2 separate regions of the Drosophila melanogaster genome follow, and region 2 is linked to region 1. The links are chromatin contacts, called in public Hi-C maps. All regions are on one chromosome and are shown on one strand. Each heading gives the region's core, a stretch centred on a gene start, on an enhancer-like site or on the middle of the called end of the contact. The rest is flanking DNA. Distances are from core to core; before and after follow the strand shown. Region 1 holds the start of CG15771. Region 2 holds the start of Usp7 (Ubiquitin-specific protease 7).

What was found. Hi-C and Micro-C count contacts between places; a contact is called where the count stands out from the background.
Region 2: a contact with region 1 is called in a Hi-C map of the Kc167 cell line, with 8 times the contacts expected there. The contact joins the promoter of Usp7 here to the promoter of CG15771 in region 1. A contact is called at or near these places in 7 of 107 Hi-C or Micro-C datasets (the Kc167 cell line, embryo, eye imaginal disc and 1 more).

What each region holds. Positions count from the first base shown.
Region 1 is chrX:5,753,663-5,758,764 of dm6, forward strand. CG15771 reads left to right here and starts at 1,912. Exons shown (of 3, transcript NM_001297980.1): 1 at 1,912-2,542; 2 at 4,200-4,685; 3 at 4,743-5,102. The coding sequence starts at 2,393. It overlaps lin-52 (lin-52,), which reads right to left and starts at 1,296. Exons shown (of 4, transcript NM_001297979.1): 1 at 1,183-1,296; 2 at 954-1,127; 3 at 775-879; 4 at 1-694. The coding sequence starts at 1,222. The coding sequence ends at 540. CG15772 reads left to right here. Exons shown (of 2, transcript NM_001297978.1): 2 at 1-379. It also overlaps asRNA:CR45528.
Region 2 is chrX:12,027,575-12,032,450 of dm6, forward strand. Usp7 (Ubiquitin-specific protease 7) reads right to left here and starts at 1,458. Exons shown (of 4, transcript NM_132551.3): 1 at 850-1,458; 2 at 1-465. The coding sequence starts at 293. It overlaps Cyp311a1 (Cytochrome P450 311a1), which reads right to left and starts at 3,891. Exons shown (of 4, transcript NM_132552.3): 1 at 3,702-3,891; 2 at 3,265-3,642; 3 at 2,838-3,187; 4 at 2,180-2,784. The coding sequence starts at 3,852. The coding sequence ends at 2,212.

The DNA.
Region 1 (5,102 bases), core at 662-3,161:
CGTTACTGGATATATATTCACGGGAAACAGCATGTAAGCACACCATCAGCACCAACACACTTTCCCAAATTGGGATGGATCGTGGGGAAGGCTACTGCATAAATCCGAACGAAAGCATTTAGTTAAGTATTAATAGGACGCACTAGAGCGCAACCGATCCATCCAATCCCACATAGACAGAGTTATTTGTTGCGTTAATGTCCCTGCATAGCGAAATCTACTGTGCCTTCTCCAAAAACTCCAGATCCTTCTGCATTCCTTTCCCTCCAATCCGTCAACTTCATCTCTCCTCCGACTCCTCAAATGTATCTGTAATACAAGCGACGTGTAGGACCCAAAATGCTTTAATGGAAATAAACGTTAGTTACTGTTCAAACGCCTGCCTATTTATCTTTGTAAAATAGCGATAAATCATTCACAACACGCATTACTCACTATAAAAATAGCACTATGTACACTATGAAACTACACCTATGTTCCTAATGCGAATTCAACGAGATCCTCGACAGTCCCATTCTTAGGGATCGGATCATCCAGCCTCATGGCTGCCGCTTAGGAGCGCGATCCCGGTCAAAGATGCCCAGCAGTTTCCCACGAGTCATCTCCATTGCCTCACGCAGTCCCAGCTGGTAAATTTCATCATGCATTGACTTTATTTTATCGATCAGATCCTCGGGAGGGAGCTGGGCTAGTTCTGGAATAGAAAAGTAGGTAATGGATATGCTATTCTTTAATATACTATTCTTAAATCTCATTGACTTTGCAGCTACTTACCATTAATCTTAACCATATCATCATCGGTCAGATTGCTGGTGTAGTTGGTGCTGCGCGTGTACATCGGCGTGTCGCTCATGGAGAGGAACTCGTCCATTCCGGGAACTGGAGCAATCGAAAATAAAGATATGCGTTAAAAATGGCGCCAATTTCTTCGTGCTCACGTTTTCTACACTTACAACGCTCTGGCCATTGGACAGGTGAGGGTCGCAGAGTTTCCATGGAGATGAGCTCGTCTTCCGGCGTTATGGGCCGCTCCTTGACCTCCGGGACATCCTTTTCGGCCAATAACGTACTACTGCTGGACGCTGAAGCCTTCTCCACTTCCTCGTCCGCCGCTTTTAGAATGGTTTCTGCAAGAAAACCTCGTTTTATGGCGCCTTTCATGTGATTTAAATATTTACTCACCTGTAGAAAGCAAATCCGTAGTTGTCTCTGCGTTGCTCATCGCGGATAATGTTGAAAAACTCCAAAAACTATTGAAAATAAACACGGAAAGATGCCAAAAAATCCGTGGGCTAATCACTTGCCACCTCGTTAAACAAAAACTATAGCGTTGCCACTTTCAACAATCACTATCGAATACTATCGATTTACCGCCAAGCCAGTGCTAGAAAGCACCAGGAAGTATAAAACAACTGATATTTTTGGTAAACAAAGAACTGTTGTTATTGCTTTTCCTGGTTTTATTAATAGAAGTTAAAAATAAATGGCACAACAATTAGGAAATGAGCGTGCCTCGACTTATACTAAATTCAGAGTGGAGAGCAGGCGTCGTAGCAGAGAAACGCGAACCTCTCCGCGACCTCTATCGTGCTCTCTTTTCCACTCACGGTCGTTTAACGGCGCATAGAGACAACTCTGCGCTAGGTCGCCTGCTCTCGTTCGCTCTGGCGCGCAAACGGCACTTGGCACACTTCGCACAGTGGCGCCAAAAAATATGTGCCCGTAAAAAGCACATGTGCTGCGCAGTAGTTGTCCAGAACAACACAACACGGATGTCTAACCAGTTATTGAAATAAACTTATTCAAGAACATCTTAATAATAATATAAAATCTTAAGGAATAACAATATCTTATCAAGTTTTTATCAATTGGCGCCGCCGCCTGGTAGCACTGTTCGCATACGCAGACTTTTGGCCACCACTGTTTTCCCATGCGCCCTCGCACTTTCTTTCGGTTTTTCATTCGCTGCTCCGCTCTCACTCAGTCAACAAGCACTCATACACACGCGCTCACCTGTTCCGCCGCCCCGCTACCCCGTCTCTCGACATTACTGCGACCGCTCCCGTTCCGTTTCATTATTTTTTTTGTCGCTGTCATTCAGTTGCCGTTTTAACTTCGCCGCGCGAGAAGCGGAAACTTTTGCCAGTCCGCTCGAGGAAAATAGAAAAATACTGCAGTGCTGCTGCAGTCGTGCAGCTCGTACATTTCGTTTCGTTTCGTTTGGCGCCAATTTCAAAGCGCAAATCCGCTGGCGGATTGAATTGCACCAAAGTTGTTCTTGGATCTCTACGTTTGCATCCATCCATCTAACCAAGCAACCGGCTACCACCCCTCCACTCCTGACAGTGACCCCTCGCTGACCCTCCATCCCCCCCTCCGCTCGACGACTCTCATGGCAGCTAGCAAATTCCATTGCGGCAAGCAATTGACAGCCACACATTCACATTTCGATGCGACATGTGCGAAAATCAGGGCCTTTTACTTTGACCTGGACAACACGTTGATTCCCACCAGAGCCGGCGATTCCAAGGCGATCAGAAAGGTGAGCTTTGTTAACCAAGCCAAGGCAGACAGCCTCACTGCCCCCTCTGCCAATCACCAATCCGTTGGCGTTTCTTCCGTTTCTTTTCCATGTAGTGTTTGTGGGGGGGCGGGGCGGGGGAGGTGAAAGTGCGCAGCAGGCGGGCGACCCAGCTAGAAAATTTTCCACTGCAGCCCGCCCGTTGTTACGTAGTCGAAAAAACCCGGACGCTCGGCAGATAGCACGCGCCCGAAATTTCGATTGTTTATTTGCGTTCCGATTGATTTCCTTTCCCTTCCCTTCACATCCCCCAGCCACAAAAAAAAAAAAAACAAAAAAGAAAAACTCAGAGTGCACTCGACAAGGTCTTAACTTAAATATAACCACGGGTACATGCACTTTAGAAGGCTAAAACCCACTAAATAATCGGCATTACGTTGGAAATTCGGAATCTTCGGTTTTCGAAATGTTAAAAGGCACTTTACAGGATCTTATCGTGGTGCGCATTATCGATTGCAAACGATTGCAAAAAGGTCGGAAATCGAGGAACTTGCACTTAACAAAAGTTGAACGAAACGTCATACCAACAAACTTTGGAAACCCGCGTCAATGGTTTCTTTTGAAATATAACCTTCTTATAAAGTGAATGGCACACAAAGAAGCTAAAGGTTAATTGATGATAATAGGTAGCACTTCGCAATATGTACTTGTTTGAACGTTCAGAGGCCATTGACTTTATTTATTACAATAAATGAGTCTATTTGCGATCTTAAAAGGTTAAAGTTTTTAGAATTTTCCCTTCAAGAGAGAAAGGTATAAATAGGTATTCTTGAAAATGTGTTCAATGTCACGTACATTTACTCACTCTTGCATTCCAGATTATATCGTTATCTTTTAAGCTGCGCCAATTTAGATAGTTAACTTCATTATCACGTTCATGTTTCAATACGCTCAATGTTTGAAGACCCCAAATAAGACGGTTTCTTTATTCAGTTGCTTTCAATTCTTAGCGAGCGAAGCCACGCCCATTTATATTTCGGAACTCATGACAGTTTTTGTGACTAATCGCAATGATTTCAACTTAAATTCCTAGCATTCAAAATGACTTTTGTGAGCTTAGCTTCCTGATTTGAGTACGATTCAATAGATGCGGATGGTTGGGCCGGAAAATAGATAGCGAGTGGAAATTTCCAAGCTATCATTGCGATCATAAAATATAGTATATTCTCATATATTACTCATGCTGCAAGTGTACCGGCGGCAATTGCAGTTTGATGTTCAATCCCCTGATAGTACGGCGATGCTATAACAATTTTGGAATTAATCAATTGGCTTCGGATTCGATCGAATGATTGGATTGGTCAATCTGACGCTTAATTGAGAACTTTATGGACGTAATAGTTTTGATTTACGTTCTACCGCGTTTCGCAAAAGATTATGCACGTATTGAGGCTTCTAATCGCTTTTATTAATATTAACTCTACTTTCAGGTTGTTCACTTCTTATTGCGTGAAAGTTCTTAACTTATCTCGTCTTTAATTCGTCATAGCGTATTTATAGTTTTATCGCGGTTGAGGTTTTTACGGCACTATCACATCTACGCAATTTTGTATATTTTTGAATTTATGTAACGCAATAATAATGCGAATTGCCAACCCTTTTCCAATTTCGTTCTTAGCTCGCTGATTTTCTGGAGACCCAATACCAGTTCAGCAAAGATGACGCAACACAGGCCACCCAAAACTTTCTAAAGGCCTTCCGCCGCTGTCCCGATAACTCGCAAACATCGCTGGACTCGTGGCGCACTCACCTGTGGCGCGAATCCCTTCCAGCGCGCCACAAGCACCTGGCGGAACAGATCTATCCCAAGTGGCTGAAGTTGCGGTATCGCTACCTAGCCGTTCCGGCGGACTATGTCCAGCTGCTGCTGCGGATGCGCCAGGCAGGCTATGCCCTGGCCCTCATCACCAACGGACCGTCGAACGCTCAGTGGGAGAAGGTGGCTGAGCTGAATGTGCGCGGCTACTTTGACTGCGTGCTGGTCTCATCGGATCTGCCATGGGAGAAACCGCATCCGGAGATCTTCTATGCCGCCTGCAACTTTCTCAATGTCAAGCCGCAGGAGTGCGTCATGATCGGCGACAAACTGGAGACCGACATCAAGGTGAGTTGTGGCTACTCATAAATGTGCTCACTAGCAACTGATCTATTTCGCTTTTAGGGCGGTCACTTGGCCCAGCTGGGTCTCACATTCTGGACGCCACTAAGCAATAGCAGCGCGGCGGCACAATCGCTAGAGGATGTGGAGTACAAGCCGCACGTCAAGCTGGGCAGCCTGCTGGAGATGTACAAGTACTTTCCGCGCCTCAACTCAGTCGCTCTGCCCGAGATGCCGTCGGTTTCCAGAAGACGTGGCAGCCACATGAGTCCCATTAGCCAGGGCTCCGGCAGCGGAAGCAGCTCCAGCGCCATTTGTGTGCCGGGTGCTGGCCATGGATACCATCACCACCACCACCAGCAGCACCAGGAGCAGCAGCAGCAGCATCATCATCATCATCATCAGAGGCAGTGGCTTTATCGA
Region 2 (4,876 bases), core at 208-2,707, 6.3 Mb after region 1:
AACTGATCCTCCTTGGACTCATCGTCAATGCCCATGGCCTCGCCATCGCCGAATGAAGTGGAGCTGCTATCGGCCAATAGTTGTTGTGGCGGCATATTGCCGTTCTCGCTGGGCAACTGGGTCACTGCACCAACGGCATGCAATTGTGGCTGGATAAGATTCTTGAATTTCGGCAATTGAGGCGGTGAATTTCGCTGCTGCTGTGTCTGTTGTAGGTCACTGGTGAGGATCTCGACCTCTTGGGTGTCCTGGGTGTCCATCGCTTCAATAGACTGATCTGTTTCAATTTCCATTTTAGTCGGCACTTGAATAGTGCTAAAATTGGCGGCACCTCCGCGGAGGATCGGATTTCTCTGTAGGATTGTCGCTACTCACTGGATGCTGCTTTTAACTGGACGACTGCTGCCGCTATGCGGCTTCTTCTTTGCTTTTCTAGCTTCGAATTCGCCCACTGTATAGAAAGTCCTGTCGTAAGCAAATGTTCAATTACAATGATGTACGCACAAGATGGTAAAACATACGCACGCTATCGGCGCACATGTACATACATACATATATATAAATATATATATATATATATGTATATGTATTGTAAAATGACTGGATGCATGTACCAAATTGCATATGGATATATACAAGTCTATATATTTTGTTTTATGCAATTTGTTGCGGCTGAGTAGGAAGAAGAAGAAGCAGCAGCGGCGGAATCATCTTTAAATGCGTCGCCGCTTCAGCGTCTTCTTCTTCGTTTGCTCCGCACACGCAGGGGCATGCACTTATTTTGCGTACATACATATGTACATCCGCCTATGTACATTTGGGATCTAAATATGTATGTATGAAGCTTACCTTGCTTGTTCGACCGCTCGCTCTCCGATTTTGCCGTATTGGAATACAACAAACAAAAAAAAAAAACAACAAAAAAATAAGAAGAGTGGGTGGCGCTTTGCGGAGGATATTTCCGTGGGCGGGCAAGGTTGTTCTCACGCACAAACGCTGATTTTACGGCAATTGACAATCAAATCGGCGATGTAACAAAGATGTAACGTTGCGTACTGAAAATTTGGCAAATAGTGAAGATTCTTTGCGTATTTTTCGCCGTATGCGTGTGCTAGCCTGCTTTCTTTCCAGCAATACAATAACTACAAATACACTCGAACTTATGGCATTTGCATGGGTGTGTGCGTTTTTCGTTTGTCTTCGATGTACTCTTCCGTCGCTTCGCTTCGGTTAATTTTTTATTTCTTTTTTTTGTAGGCTCAAGCAACGGAGCAACGTTATGCCGAAAAAAACCAAAAAACTAATGATGTCACATGTGTTAAATTTTGAGAATTTAAAAACGAACAGTTTTGAAGTATTTCACACGGCACTGCATCGCAGCGTTAACGTATCAATTAATATTTTCGCACACACACATACACATGCAGCGCGCAGCTCGTGCAGCTGTCAAAAACGAAACGATAACGGCAGCATATGTTATCGGCGCCAGCAACGCTGCGTGCCGCTCACGCGACTATCGATAGCTACCAGGGCGGCAGGAATTGGGCAGATGTAGCTAGATTGTAGCTATTTCCCCGACGTTGGCGAAGATCGATGTTTTTTTTATGTTTTTGGCGAAAAACATCGATATTTTAAATATAAACAAAAAAAATTGAGATTTATTTAAATTTATAGATTCTTATATTTATATATTTTCGGGAGTTAAAAACTTACTTTTCAGATATTTATCCATGTCTTCCACGACGCTAGTCACATTAAATTTGATATGCTTTTTTTAATTGAATTAGAAAATATGGAAAATTAATTTATAATTACAATTTATAAACTTTTCTCCTACTTTGCGCTTGGAAAAACATCGATGATTCCTTGAAAAAAGTCGATGTTTGTGATTTTTCCAAAACATCGATAAGTAATTAATATTTAACGAAATTATTAGGAAAACTTATTCGTACCGCAAAGTAAGGACGTCAAAATGAAATATTTATAATTTTGGTATGGCTTAATATTAAAATGGTTTCGCTCTTTTCTAAGTTAGTTATATTTAGAAACCATGTACATATTTCCGACAGCATAATATAAGTTATATACCGTAAAAATGAATTTTGATAACTATTTAGATGTAGAATATATAACATATATCTAAATATCTAAATATATCTAAATAAATATATATTTTTTTGAAACCAGAAATGATAATTTAAAACACCTATTTTATTGTTTTAAAAATGACACATTTATGCCCTGCTGGGCTTTCAGAACCATTTGGGCCTCCAGCCTGAGCGGAGCCTGCTCCGGACTCAGTTCCATTTGGAATTCCCTAACAAGACGAGCGGTGAGCAGCTTCATCAGGAGCAGGGAGTACCGCCTGCCGATGCAGACATGTGGTCCTCCAGAGAAGGGTATATAACTGAAGGCGGGTGGGGCGACAGCGCCATCCTCCGGCAACCAACGTTCCGGCTTGAAGGCATACGGATCCGGATAGTATTCCTTATCGTGCGCCAATCCGTACATATTTATCCATAGCGTTACGCCGGCGCAGTAGGTCCGTCCTCCAATCTCGGTCGATTGCGTAGTCTGGCGTCCAGTGGTGGGCACAATGGTATACAGTCGCAGCACCTCCTTGATCAACGCCTCCAAATAGGGCAGCCCATTGAGGGCGTCCAGATCCGTGGTTTCATCCAACGCCACATCCTGCAGCTCCTTTCGCAGACGCGTTTGCGTTTCGGGAAATTTCGCTAGAGCATATAGCACAAACGACATGGCGGCCGTGGTGGTATCCACTCCCTGAATTGCATCGAATATAAAAAAGAATAGTTCGTTGTTACAGGAAAACCCACCGCAAACACAAAGGTGTTGATCTCATCGCGAATTTCCCGTCGACTCAGCGATTGACCCTCGAATTTGGCCAAGAGGAGCGTGTCCAGGAGATTGTGGGCTCTGCCCGCTGGTTCCCCCATATCCAGCAACTCCTTGGCCCGCTTCTCGATCACCGACTCCATTTGGCTGTGAATCACCTGGAGCTGCTCGTCAAGATCACGCCAGAGTTGGGTGCGTTGAAAGATCCAGTCGGACGAGAGAAGCGGATTGATCATGCGCTTGAAGAGAAGCTTGCTGCTCAAATGGAATGCCTGGATGATGGGCGAATGATCCACGGACTGGGTGTCCAATTGGGCGCCCATTGAGGTGTCTGGAATGGGTGGGAAAACAGTGTAGTTGCTTACCACTTGGTTAACTACTACTACGTTAACTCCAAATTAATCTCACCCACAATCGCGTCCAGGAGGCAGGCGAACAGCGGTTCGGTGACCTCCAGGAACGCTCCCCTGGTGGCCCCCAGTCGCCCGACCAAACGCTCCACATGCCCACCAATCGCCGGAGCAAAGCTGCGCAGCAATTGAGGCTGAAAGGCGGGCGTTAGGAGGCGACGCTGTCGCGTCCAATGGGCACCATGGCTAATCAGCAGACCGTTGCCGATGAGCGGCTCCAGCTGCATAAAGGTGTCCGCCTTGCGCAGCGTTGGATCATGAAGCGCCTGGCGCGTCTCCTCCGCCGAATGGAGGAACACCCAGAGCTGTGGTCCCAGCCGGAGGCGATAGGTGGCACCGAAGCGATCGCGCAGCTCTGTGAAAACGAGAAAGATATCTTATGAAAGACGCGATTGCTGATCGCTATTTTGCGGAGCAAGTGCATCGATCACCCACATTCCGGCCTCAGTTTTCCAACCATCTGAGCATTGCCAAGTAGTGGAAATGCCCACGGACCCGGCAGACTGCTGCCCAATCGGAGCAGTGTCCATTTCCGCACCAGGATCCAAATGGTCAGGGTGATCAGTAGCAGTGGCCACAGTGCCATGTTGCTGGTTGTGTTCTTCTCGAGCGATTCGATCGGACTGAATGGGTTAGCTAAATGAAACTGGATTGGCAGCTAATCTGTACTGCTCTAAATTAACCCTTATCAAAAATAGTTATTTTTATTCTACATATTTTCCACTACGATAATGATTAACAAAAACAATAAATATATAGAAATATAGAAAGCATAATTAATGTAAGGGTATAACCTCAAAAATACATAGAAAATCAGTATTTAAGTTAAAAATTATAATAAAATGTTGCATATAAATTAAATGTGTTTTAAATGATTTTGTTATGAATTAATCAATAACATTACAATAAGTCGCACCTGGCTTTTCTAGGGTTAAGCACTGGATCCATTAACAGATCAACGAACTGTTAACAGTTAACAGAGGCCTAGATTAGATTATCGGATTTTACTCAGATATATATAAACTCGTATATATAAACATATATGTGAATATATATTTATAAATATGCACTTAATTGTGCCGCTGGTTTATGCGGATTATTGAATGCTAACAATCGGTATTTGCTGGCTTTTTCCATCGATCAATGAGCAATATCTAATCTGCGACTGAAACGATTGAGAAAAGTGCAGTTGTCTGCGGCTTGAACTTTGACCTTGCCAATTTAGATGTAATATCTTTAGGCGATTATTACATACGTACATATGTCGGTCAGCTAGATTTGCATTTTTTTTAGATTTTAGAAAAACAAGCATAGAGTCGAGTGTACCAATTAGATTCATCTATAGATGTATATCTATAGATATATGTACATGTATATATGTTTAAATATCTAATTGTACGATGGTTTATTGTAAAGACATAGATATAATTATAGGTTAATTATGTATTAAGATGTCTAAAAGTATGCAAAGCTATGGTACTGCATACTTTTGGGCACCTTGAGTGTCTGAATCCGCTCTCATTGCCTAAATATTGGAATATATTTGATTACATTTGATAATATTTGATTACATTTGAATATATTTGCTCATATATGATTATATTTCATGA